Linked DNA regions of Mus musculus: all the other regions are linked to region 1. The links are chromatin contacts, called in public HiChIP or PLAC-seq maps. All regions are on one chromosome and are shown on one strand. Each heading gives the region's core, a stretch centred on a gene start, on an enhancer-like site or on the middle of the called end of the contact. The rest is flanking DNA. Distances are from core to core; before and after follow the strand shown.

Region 1 (4,159 bases), core at 1,064-3,563:
GAGATGGCTCAGCAGGTAAGAGCACTTGTTGCTCTGGCAGAGGACATAAGTCACTACATAAGTTGTGTGATTCACAACCATTTAAAAAAAAAAAAACCTTAAATGTCAAAAACCAAGTGGAGTATGCTAATGCTTGATGCCTATAATCCCAACATTTGGGAGTCTGACACAGGAAAATACTGGGATCAAGGTAAGCCTGAGTTACATAGGAAGACCCAGACTCATAAATAAATAAATAAATAAATAAATAAATAAATAAATAAATAAATAAATAAATAGCAACATTAAAAAGAAAATGACAACATGGATATAATTAAATGGGCAAACATATTTTTCAAGTGCTGGTGGCTTTGCACCCTCTAGTAGGAAAGTCAGATTATGTTAAAACCCAGAGTTTGTAATCACAGTTAAAACTCAGACAAAGCCTGGGAAGTATGATGGGGACAACGAACCAACAGTGATGACTCAATAAAGAGTCCCTTAATCGTTTACTCTGGAAGATTTAAGACCTAAAGTTACTTCATTCTATATTCTAAAATCTAGAAGACCGTTCTCAAAGTCCAGCCAACTCAACTGCCTTTTTCTGGGCAAGCGGTGCCTCCCACATGGCCCGGGACAGTCCTTACAGCTCCCTGACAGGAAGCAGGCTTGCAAGTCCTTTCCTTCCTTCCTCTAGCTGCTGCTTTTCTGGTTTTAGAATTTCAAACAAAGAAAATACATATTGGCTCCACAGCTCAGAAACGCCCTCTTTCTCAGCAACTTCCTCCTCGGATTTCCCTCCCTAACACTGGCACATGAGAACAATACCCACAGCTGGACCTGCTATTTTGATTAACCCAAAGCTCTGGCGGTTTGGAAAACTTAAGGGCTAAGGTACCCAGCTACTCCTACTCAAAGTCCACTGCCTTTACTCATCTGCAAGATAAGGAAAGAACAAAGAAAGAAAGGCTACACTTGAACACAGGCAGGCCATTGAAACTTTAGCCCCAAGGAACCCAAAGAAATTATACAACAGATGGATAAATTCTCCCTCCCAATAAAATGTAGCCTTTGTACAGAGGAGAGAAAGACACTCTGATGACACCACCTGGAGTCAAAACTCATGTCTCTATACAACAAATATTGGTGACACCTGCCTGGGACTCAAACGGAATCCTCTGCTGTCCTGACACACTTCGAAGTGATTTTTAACACTCAGAAATGGCCCTTCCTTAGTCACAAAGCAAGAAAAGGAGATGGGCTTATAATTAATAATCCTGAGCTTAAGACCTAGCCTGTCTCCACACCAAAAGTGAAATCAACTCTCCAGGCTAGACCCCTCCCTCCATTTATGACAAAGCAAACTTTGTAAGAGAACACTAACTTATCCCTGCGCGCCCGGTGCTTCCCAGAGGAAACACCCTCACTTTGGTAAGTGCCACACGTTCCGGTGTCACCCTGAGCAAGTTACTTCTCTGAAACCTACTTGACTTCCTCACCAGTAAACTTACAAGGACAGCTGGAAAAACTAAACAAGCACTTATACCTAAGGTTTGGCACATAGTAGGACAACCATTAACATTTTCCTTGGCTTTCTTCCTCTTCAGTGCTGGGCTTAAACGCCAAGGGTAACCCCTGATCTCTGAATCTATGAACATTTCCTCATCTCAAAGGACCACAGGACTTAGCCCTTCCCTGTCACGATCTGGGTAGCACCCATGCATTGGTACCAGTGGCCCGTAAGCCAAGGCTCCTTTCTGTAGGGCTCATTCTGTGCACATGTGCGCGTGCTCACACACTCCTCCACAATGTCCCTACCCCCAGCCTAGCAGCCAGGGTCCCCAAAGAGCACCTCAATTACTTTATGGTCCAAATATGGAAACTGAGGCTCAGCCTGGAGATGAACTTGTCCAGGAGCTCGGGGAGTTGCTGAGACCCAATTCACAGGCTTCGGTGAAGTCTATTTACAAATGGTAAACTGAGGCCCGAAGACGGAAGTGACTTGCTCAAGAACACACAGTGGGTTGGTGGTAGGGCCACTTTCGCCGACCCTCCCTAGTCTCCGAAGGGCACTCTGGGTCACCACCACCCCTGAGGTGTCGCCACGGCGCTGACAACACACGAGCCGCACCAGCGACCGTCAGAGCAGACACCCGGTGCCACCGGACCCTTGCAGGGGTGGCCGGGCCGGCGCTCGCCTCTCACAGCCGGGCGCGCCCAGGGGGACTTGTTGCTCACCTGACCTCGCGCAGTCGCCCTCAGCGACATGAAGGGCTGGGCAGCCGGTCCGCGTCCCCACGGAGAACGCTCCAGCCTACTGCTTCGCGGGCTGCTACTCAGCCGGACGCCCCCCTCAGCGCGCTACGCCCCCAGCCGCACTCCACCGGCCTGAGTCCGCCATTACGCGATTTCCCCGCCCCGGGACGCAGCCACACCCCGCCAACCGTTCTGATTGGCTCCCTGCCCCACCCGCCCGGAGCCCCCAGCTATCCCATTGGTCTGAATCCAATGCCAATTAAATAAGTACGCAAAAGACGTATTCAAAGGTAGTGTCCCGGGAACTCCACCCGAGCGACTTCCGCAATCGGAGTAAACAGAGGCGAGGACAAACCAAGTGAAGTGGAGATGGGACTAAAGGTACATCGACGCCCAAGTTTAAGTACAAAAATATCTGCTAAGACAGGGAAAGACCTCGGCTAACATGTATTGAAACACGATTTATTTTTATTAGAGTCCAGAGAGCCAGCCTGTTTTTTGTGTAAAGAACAGGCCGAGCCTATGAACTTTCTGTAGACACCCCTCAAGTGGCAGATCGTTCTGTCCCTTCACGCCTTGTCCCAAGCGGGACCGAAAGTCGGGTGGGGGCGAGTGAGTCATAGGCTTCAGCTCACCCCAAAGGATAGGTATTCGGGTGAAGCTGGCATCCTGAGATTGGGAGCTAGTTCTGAGAGGCCACTGTCAGGTGAGCCAAACACCTGTCACTTCACTCTGCAACTTCGGACAACTGCTGCCTACCTAGTTCTCACTTTGTTCTACAAAATAGATGCAGTAGGCCCTGGCACGTCCCAGTCCATGAAGGTGGGCAGTTTGAGAATACACTCCCAAGTGACTTATAGAATACAAAATGCTGCGGCTGGGTGACAACGTGACGAGTCCGGCTTAGCACATTTAGTATACTAGAGCATCTCTGTAGAGCAGGTATTGGCCTCTTGTGGAAGAATGGATCTTAGGCAGGCTTTGTTACCGCCACGTCTGCCTCCCTCTTTGCTTCCTTTCAAAAAGGGTGCACGGTGTGAGGGCGGTGGGGTGGAGGTCACGACACGACACGGCTCAGTCAGTAAAGTGCTGCTTTGAAAGAATGAGGACCTGCGTTTGAGAACTCAGATTCCAAACAAAGCCTAACAGGCCCGATGATACTGACTTCGCAGCGCTGGGGAGGCAGAGACAGGCAGAGCTCTAGCTCACAGGCCCAGCCTAGCCTAGCCTGCTCCTCCAGACTGGGCCAATGAGAGAGCCAGTTACTAAAACCAAGGTAAAAGTTGCCTGAAGAACAGCACCTGAGGTGATTCTCTGGCCTGCACTGGTCCATCCTCACATACAACATACACGCACACATACAACACCCTGAATACTTGATACAGTTTTCCCGCAGCCACCCAGCTAGTTGGAAATGACCACAGAACTCAGACCTACACCACTTAGCATCTATTCCTGTATTTCTTACTCTGTGACATCTTGTCACCTGAAAATGGCTTTTTTTTTTCTCATCCCCTTAACAGGCCAGGATGGTCCTAAGGGTGCTGGGTGACTGTTTCTTTCACTCTGGTCACTGTAAAACCAGCTAGACCAATATTCTTGTGGAAAAGTGGCCAGGCAGTGGTGGCACACGCCTTTAATCCCAGCACTTGGGAGGCAGAGGCAGGCAGATTTTTGAGTTCGAGGCCAGCCTGGTCTACAGAGTGAGTTCCAGGATAGCCAAGGCTACAGAGAGAAACCCTGTCTCAAAAAACCAAAAAAAAAAAAAAAAAAAAAAAGAAGAAGAAAAGTGCCCCCAGAGATATGGTCAACTTGTTCCTAGCGTTCTAAAAGTGAAGAGAAAAGAGATGACCGGTCAATGAATAACCCAAACAGAAGCCAAACGAAAATTTCACTGGGGCCCTCAGTGAGGTGGCCGGATGCT
Region 2 (4,159 bases), core at 1,240-3,739, 870 kb before region 1:
TGGGAAAATAAAGACTTATTGGTACTCCAGAGTTGGTACTGGTCTCTCTGATGCTTAGGACGCTTTCCTGGCGCATAATCCCCACCTCGGAGCGGATTGGGAAGTCACAGGACCATTATGGTTTTCCCACTTTGTTAGGGACGAATCTTGAAAGTTCAGCCCTTGTAGCACCTCATTACTCTGGATTTTTGTTTCTAGTTAAGGCCTCTTGTCCCTTCCTTGGAAGCTGCCACATTCACAGGGGATTAGAGGCCTGGCATGCAGAAGAATGGGGCTGCCTATGCCTCTGCTGGGATGAAAGGCTGGGGCCAGGGCTTAGGGCAGGAGACCCTAATAATACTTTGTCCTTTACTCCTCAAAGCCCTTTACAAATCCTAATTAACCCTTTGCAACACCCCCAAAAGGAAAGTCCCATACAGAACCGGAGAAATTGAGGCCCAAGCAGAGTCTCCCACTATAAACCAATATTTTGTGATACAGTTTGCTAACTTTCTAGTGAGTGCTTACAGGACGATTTTTTTTCCAAAGGGAGGGGTTGGGGGGGGATACTTTACCAAAGGGAAACGTAAGTATTAACCGAAAGTGGATTAAATAAATCCTCAAACTGTTACCAGAGCAGGGGGGTTGTGACCCTTTAGCTAATTGCACCAAAAGTTAAAACCCAGCGTCGCTAACTACTAGGCTTCTGTGAGCTAAGAGGTCTTCCTGAGAAAATGGTGTTATTGGCAGAAGCTTCAGGGCTCACAAAGGGAGGACAAGTGAGAGCTGATGAATGGGCCATTCATCTCTACAGCTTTGTTGAGTCATGCACGTTTTGTGCCTTCCTCAGGTAAAGCTCGACAGGTGACATCTTACCCTGTGTCATTGAGCCTACGGGGCAAAAGTTTTAAAAAAAAAAAAAGGTTCGTTGGAATTGTGAAACCCTATTACAGATGCAAGTATGATTTGAAAGAAATACTAGTTGCATCAGATACTGAAAGTTCAGTTTTTTGGCTTGTGTGTGTGTGTGTGTGTGTGTGTGTGTGTGTGTGTGTGTGTGTGTGTGTGTGTGTGAAAGCAGAACAACTTCTTCCCTGTATCATTAAATACATCAAGAGGCAAGACAATGGATGATGATGATAATACTTTTGAGGAGGCAAGTTTCCCGAAGCCCAGTCCAGGCCCAAGTTTGTTCTGTTAGGTATCTAAAAGTCCTTCAGACTAGCTATACAGCTAATGCTTTTGAGTTCTTGCTTGACCCCCAAAGCTCTCCACAAGTGGCTTATGGTGTTTTGTTGTATGTTTAAGATTGTTTCTATTTTTGTTTAGTTTTGAGGTTGAGTTTTCCTGTGTAGGCCACGCTAGCCTCAAACGCCCTAGGTGACCTAAACTGCTGATTGCCCTGCATTCGCTGCCACCATGCTTTTTTATACTGGGCTGGAAACTGAACCCAGGGCTTCTAGCCTGCTAGGCAAGAACTCTACCACTAGGGCTCTATTCCCAAATGCTACGGATTGTGGTTTTGGAAGTCCTAAGAGTAAAGCTCTTTCTGACTTGTCCTCCTAAGTTCATTAACGTGGGTCTTCGGAATCTGCAAATTATAAAGTTGCTTTGCATCGCTCCCCAAAAGTGACCAGCGCAAGAAACCCTTCTGATGCGTTAGCAGCATTAAAAGGCGACAAGTAAAAAAACACGTCAGAATTTTTTGAGGAGACAGTATCCCCTAGATCAGGGTGACTAAATTTACTACGTAGCAGAAAAGACATTAACTAATTCAAATGGCCTCAGCCTTGAGTGCTGAGTTCAGTGACGACGTGCCATCAGTTTCGGCTAAAAGAACACTTTTAAGACAATTTTGTTTTTTTAAAGATTAATTTTATGTATGTGAGTACACTGTCGCTGTCTTAAGACACATCGGAAGAGGGCATCAGATCCCATTACAGATGGTTGTGAGCCACCATGTAGTTGCTGGGAATTGAACTCAGGACCTCTGGAAGAGCAGTCGGTACTCTTAAACTCTGAGCCACCTCTCCAGCCCAAGACAAATTTTTAAATAAACGCAGTTCACTTCCATGGTTTACGTCCATATCCCCAGCAGTTGGGGAGACTGAGGTAGGAGGACTGTCAAAATACGACATTACCGTGTCTCCCATAATATAAGCACTGCGATCATCCATAGAGAAACTCAATTTTGAGGTGGAGCAACCGCATCCTCTCTCCCTAACAAACTGCCACAACACCTGAGACCACGCAAATGCGTGGGCCGAACACATCTCGATCCCTCAGGCTCAACTCGCCTAACGTGCAGGGCTTGCAATAGGAGACCCAAGAGGTAGGAGTATCGGCTCACGTGACCTCGGCCTCCCAGGCGCTGTTTCCACGCCCCGCGAGAGCGGCCACCAATAGCCAACTCGCAAGAACTCGCACCGCTCCGCCCCCGAGTACGCAGGGGCGGCCCCGCCCACCACGGACGGAGGAGGCGGAGCCAATCACGTAGAGGTGACGTGTTCTTTCAGCGCCAAGTCGTAAGTCGCCCGGGAGTGGTGGAAAAGCGCCTTCTCCTGCGTCCTAGGTGGGGAGTAAACACAGAGACCCAGAGGAGGGGAAGCTGGATGTGGAGTTAGCTGCGGGAAACACTAAAGTCCAGCCGGGAGAGTGACCATTGAGGTAACAGATGCGGCATCCAAGGAGGGTAGTGATTGGTTAGCTTAGAGTGAGCAATGGTTTGCGGGGCAATAGAGAAGGAAGTTGTGGGGATTGACCAAGCAAGATGTAGGTACCATGATGTGGCAGGATATTTGGAAGAAATCAGTGCACGTAAGGATAAGAAAGTGGGAACTACCTTGCTCCAAAGGTCTCCCGTTGGCTTGTAGAGGCCTGAGCGGATTAGAACAGTCTCTGGATTCAGACGCGTGTTGCCTGCCACAGTCCAGCAGAGTCTCTTTAGTCAGTTTTATTGCAAGCAAGGATGACTTCTCTCTCTTTTCATTTATTCAAGGTTATCTGGCTGTTTTTTGTTGTTGTTGTTGTTCTTGTGTGATTTCTGACATAGCAAGAACTATGTCATGGATCAAAGAAGGAGAGCTGTCACTGTGGGAACGGTTCTGTGCTAACATCATAAAGGTGAGCAGTACCCCGGGGGAAAAGTTGACCTTTTGGATAGTTGAGTAGTTCATTATTAAATTGTAGCAATCCCAATGAAGTAGAATTTAGTAAAGAGAGAATCTTGAAATTATAATGTAGTTTGAAGGGCTGCATTTCTAGTATTTATTGTACTGTGTGACTTTTTTTTTTTTTTAAGGCCAATCAGGGTCTCTTAATATCATTAGATCACATAGACTGTTAGATTTTCCTTCTGGAAAACTGAATTGTGCCGTTGAGAGTGTCAAAAGAGCTCACTGGTCAGGTGCTTTCTTGGTATTCACAAGACTCTGAGTTTGAAAAAGGAAGAGAGACTGTGACTCTGAATGGGAGGGAACAGAAATTTGTCTCACTAGAGTTGTAGTTCTCAACCTGTGGGTCCCAACCCCTTCAGAGGTTGAACAACCCTTTCACAGGGTCGGATATCAGGTATCTGACATTACGATTTCCGATAGTACCAGAATGGCAGTTATAAAGTAGCAGTGCAAATACTCTCATGGTTGAAGTCAGCACCTGAGGCGCTATATCCCAGGCTCACAGCATAAGGACAGCTGAGAACCACTGCCCCAGCGTTTCCATCGGTTTCTCCTTGCAGTGTCTTCTGAGTTAATGGTTCTTTGATGGTTAAAACTTTAACCATCTGCTCTAGAGACAGACATCCGTGAGGAAAACTGTTATTTACCAACCATGTGGCTTAACAAACTTGTCTTTTTTGAGGATTAAAAAAAAGAAATACACAAAGAACGTGGCACAATATCTAGTGCCAGTCCGTTATTTATCTTAGTATGGTGATATATAGTGTACATTTAGAGTACAGAGAACAGCTTTCAGGATCGGGCTTTGGGACAAGTACCTTTACCAGCTCAACCATCAAAGGCCCCCATCAGGAGTCACAGCCATGTCATATTCTGTGCCTGAGAGAGGTTTGGATGCAAGCCAGTCAGCCTGGCTTTAGTTTTTAGATACAGACTGTCGAGCAGTGTTTTAACAGTGAATTTGCGTCAGTAAGCCTTGTATTTCCACATACCTACAAATGTCA
Region 3 (4,159 bases), core at 868-3,367, 620 kb after region 1:
ACCTTTCTAAATGGAAGTGTCTTCACACATGGCTGGTAATAAAGTCCATTAACTGGAAGGAAGGGGTAAGGCTTGTAAATGCGGTACTGAAGCTCCATGTGTTTGGTAAGCAGAGCCAGGAGGAGGTTAAAGGTGTTGAGGAGCAGGGGCAAGGTGACTTTTCAGCAGGGCTGAAGGGGGCTTCCGGAGGGAGCAGCATCTTGAAGGCTTCACTCAGGCCCCCAACAGGATGAAAGCTCTAAAGGCTCCCTGTCACTTCAAGGAGTAGAACTTGCAGAGGAGTATTGAAAAAGTTGAAGGATCATGGGTGTGACAGATAAGACTGAAGATGTAGGCTGAAACGTATCTTGGCAGGCCTTGAGGATCCACCTAGAGGTTTCACTTTATTCAGTAGCTGATGAAATAATACTGAAAAAAAAAATGTAGCCTGGCTACTGACATTATTGTTATTTCTGTTCGTGTGTCTGTGTGGTATTGGGAATAGAATCCAAGGCCTTGGGGTCCTAAGTGGACACTGTAATATTATCCTCTATCCTCATCCCACAGAGTATATGCATTTGTTTGTTTATTTGTTTTTGGTTTTTTGAGACAGGCTTCTGTGTAGCCCTGGCTGTCCTGGAACTCACTCTGTAGACCAGGTTGGCCTTGAACTCAGAAATCCACCTGCCTCTGCCTCCCAAGTGCTGGGACTAAAGGCGTGTGCCACCATGCCCGGCTGAGTCTATGTTTTTAAGGAGAAAGCTGAATCTGATATAGAGTTGTTTAGAAAAGAATTAACCCAAAGGGATATTCAGTGGCCAAGGGTATATTATTAGAAGCACGTTGTGCCAGGTGGCATAAGGTAGAAAGAAAAAAAAAAAGTCTAAATGTAGACACTGCCCTCAACAAGTTTATAATAAAAACTTTCAGATAAGACAAATACACAGAATATGACAACACAAGTTACAGTATGGAAAGTATTAAAACACAGAGAGAAAGGTCCAGCCCGAGTTTAGGGCTCTAAGGAGCATGCAGGTGAACTCCCTTCCCTACAGAAGGCATTAGACCAAGTCAGGAGATCACCTTTGGTATCATAAGCCTAAACTCAAGACTATTTCAGGCAGGAACTGAGAGGATTAATCAGCTCCAGCTCTGTCTAGGACTCCTTAACCAGAATAAAGAGAAACTTGAAACGGGAGAGGCCTGAAGAAAAACCGCGAAGGAGATGAGTAGAAGTGAATGGGTGAATCAAGGGTAAAGTGCTGAGATCTGGATGGAAGAGGTGAGTGTAGGGAAGTCATGAGAGTGAATGTCTAGAGAAAAAGAGGGCTAAAAACAGAAACTAGGAGAGCACCCACGTTTAGGGAGTGGATGGAAAAAGAGGAGTCAGAGAGGAGTGGCCAGAGGGAGAAGTGAGAAATAGATCAAGCCAAACACCTAAGTTACAAAGTTTCCATGAGTGCCTGGAGGGTGGAAGGCGGTGTGAAGGCACCCAAGGCAGGACAGAAGAGGGGAAATTGTAGCAATGAGGATTGAGATTAAATTTGAGATTGTCAAGGGTATTTCAGTGAGGGCTTTTCCAGAGACTCCACAAATAAGGTGATTTCCTTGGTTTAGTGTTTCTGAAGGTGCAGATCCCTCAGGGCCTGAGGGGACAGGGTGGTGGCTCTTGGCTTCAAATTTGTGGGTTTTGATCTATAATTAGAAGAACTGGATGTGTGTGGTTAGAACTCTCTGCAGACCTAACCAGTCCCTCCAGGAACTGGAAAGCTGAAGAACTTACTCAGAAGGGATTTCACACCTGGCTGTCTGGCCCAGCCCCGTGAAGTCCCGTTTCATCACGCAGCCCTAATGACTCCTTGGGCTGTCACTCTCATCTGGTATTGCCAGAGACCTGACTAACGCCTTCATGCAAAAGTTTGCAGCATCTGTGCGAGGCCAACTACAGCTCCCAGAGTTCCCAGGCGCTTGTCGATGCTGATTGGACGGAAGGTTGGCTCCGGAGGGAGGTGTCGGCTCCGCCTCCCCGAGAAACAGGCATCTGATTGGCTGCGCCGTGGGACTTTTGTGTCCCCGCCCTCCCCCAGGGACCGCAGCGGGCTGACAGAGCCGGGCGAGCGCTGGCAGTTCCGTGGTGGGGATGGTGAGGAGCGCCGGCTTCCCGAGCAGCGCTGGCCACTGCGGACTTCCGAGGCACTCCGGGCCGTGAAAACCTCTGCGCCGCGGCCAATCTCAGGCCTCCGAGGCCGGCCGCAGTTTTCCAAGCTGGGCTGAAAGGAGTGTCTATCGCCGTAGCGCCGGTTCTCCTAATCCCGAGAGACAGCCCGGGGATCTCGAGCTTCCCCGGCGACCCCTAGTCCCGGCCTCCTGTGCGCGCCCGACCTAGACCCCTCGGGTGTCCCAGGCGCGGACGAGCCGCGGCCGGGTCCTGGCGTACACCATGATCGTAGCGGACTCCGAGTGCCATTCCGAGATCAAGGGCTACCTGCCGTTCACCAGGGGTGGTGTGGCCGGCCCCGAGACCCGAGAGGTAAGCAACAGCCGGGCGAACCCGCTCTCCTCCAGCCACCGCCGAGCTTCGGGCAGACCCGGTCTAAGTCTGGTGCGCTCCCCCCGGGCTTAGGGTCTGAGAGCACGTAAGCTAGGGCTAGGGTTGCATCAACTGCAGCCTCCGCTCTCCCTTCCCCTCCCCACTGCCCTCTCTCTCTTTACCCTCCCCACTACCACCCTGGGAGGGAGGGGGATGCGGAGCCCTCCCTGGCTCCTTCGGACTCCTGGCCAATGAGAGGGGACGCCTTCTCGTGGCTCTTTGGGTTTGTTCTCTGCTAAAGCGAGCGTCTTCAAGTCCAGGCAAATCCCGGCCGGAGAGACCCGACCACTCCTCCTCCCCGCCCCCTTCCGCAGAATCCCTTCCTCTCGGTGGGGGCAGGCGGGCTGGGAGCTCTTTCTAGGATCGGTTTCTGGTCCTGTCGCTCAGCGAAGGGAGTAAACCACCTGGGACTGACCAGGGAAGGTCGATTCCCTTTTTCAGTCCTTACCTGCACCCCCGATCTGGAGACTGGTCCGAGTGCTTTATGGGTCTGGCTGGCGGCCTGATCCTCGGCGGCGGCAGCCTGAGAGAGCTAGGGGAGAAAGCGGATAACCCTTGGTCCCTTGATAGATTGCTTCCTATTAAATTGTTCTGGGGTCCTCAAAGTTTGTTTTGCTGTCTCCTCAGAGCGTAGAGAGACTTCACAGGGAGACAAGGTATAATGCCAGTATAAAGCCCCCGTCTCCCTCCCAGCAGTCTCGATAGTGGACATAGTCTATGTCGTGTATGGAGCACCTACTAGATGCCAGGATATAGGTTTTGTCTGACAAAGACAGCAAATACAAAACGTATTTTAACCCCATTTTACAGAATGAGAAAATTGAGGCCCGAAAGGGACAGAGAGAGGCCTAGCCCTCATTCTCTGGACTGTGTGTGACTAGGATTTTGGAGAATGCTTGGCACTGCAGAAGATACTGATCCTTTTTGATTTTCTAAGCCTAGAGCAGTGTGGAAGGTCTATTGCCGGGGCTGGAAATAGGTACAGTGGTAGTCCCAAGGTGTATGATCTTAAAACCAGCCCATGTCTGAGGAAATGTCTTGGGGGGGGGGGGTCGTTGGAGGCAGCCATCAGTCTGTTGCTTCTTCATATGGTTTAGGAATCTGTATGCAGAAAGGACACCTCGCCTCAGCCTCTTTGCTGATAACTTTTGTCTGCCTTGTGAACAATGTTGTTTTTGTTAGTGAGCGCCCCAGAGCACTGAGGGAGGTGAGGGCTGGATTCCAGTCCCACCCTTCACTTTCTCCCTGGATGGGTTATCTCAGCTGAGCGATCGCTTTTGATTGCAGTCTCTTACCGGGTATTTTGATAGTATCTCTAAAAGGTTGTTGGACATTAACTTAAAATACAAGCAAATGCATGAAGAGTGCCTGGGACATATTTACTGCGGGGGGGGGGGGGCTGGCCTTGTATTTAAAATGCTAGCTTCTGGAAGACTGACTTTAGCTGACATCTCTCCCCACCCCCCAGTGCCTCTCAAGGGGCTTCCAGAGTCTATTCTCTACTCTGGGAGGAGGAGAGCCCGCACAGCGCTCTGCCTGCTGTGCCTGTAGGAAGAAAATCTCAGGTGGTCTGTGTAGATCTTGGGTATG

What was found. HiChIP or PLAC-seq counts read pairs in DNA pulled down with a chosen protein or histone mark.
Region 2: an HNF4G HiChIP or PLAC-seq map of pancreatic cancer cells shows a contact between it and region 1. The contact joins the promoter of Dhdds here to the promoter of Wasf2 in region 1. A contact is called at or near these places in 2 of 115 datasets of contacts at active chromatin or transcription factors (embryonic stem cells and pancreatic cancer cells).
Region 3: a contact with region 1 is called in an H3K27ac HiChIP or PLAC-seq map of microglia, with 4 times the contacts expected there. The contact joins the promoter of Sesn2 here to the promoter of Wasf2 in region 1. A contact is called at or near these places in 2 of 115 datasets of contacts at active chromatin or transcription factors (embryonic stem cells and microglia).

What each region holds. Positions count from the first base shown.
Region 1 is chr4:133,128,787-133,132,945 of GRCm38.p6, reverse strand. It overlaps Wasf2 (WAS protein family, member 2), which reads right to left and starts at 2,313. Exons shown (of 9, transcript NM_153423.6): 1 at 2,218-2,313.
Region 2 is chr4:133,999,212-134,003,370 of GRCm38.p6, reverse strand. Dhdds (dehydrodolichyl diphosphate synthase) reads left to right here and starts at 2,489. Exons shown (of 9, transcript NM_001362959.1): 1 at 2,489-2,646; 2 at 2,978-3,102. The coding sequence starts at 3,040. Lin28a (lin-28 homolog A (C. elegans)) reads left to right here. Exons shown (of 4, transcript NM_145833.1): 4 at 1-41.
Region 3 is chr4:132,508,414-132,512,572 of GRCm38.p6, reverse strand. Sesn2 (sestrin 2) reads left to right here and starts at 2,117. Exons shown (of 10, transcript NM_144907.1): 1 at 2,117-2,509. The coding sequence starts at 2,420.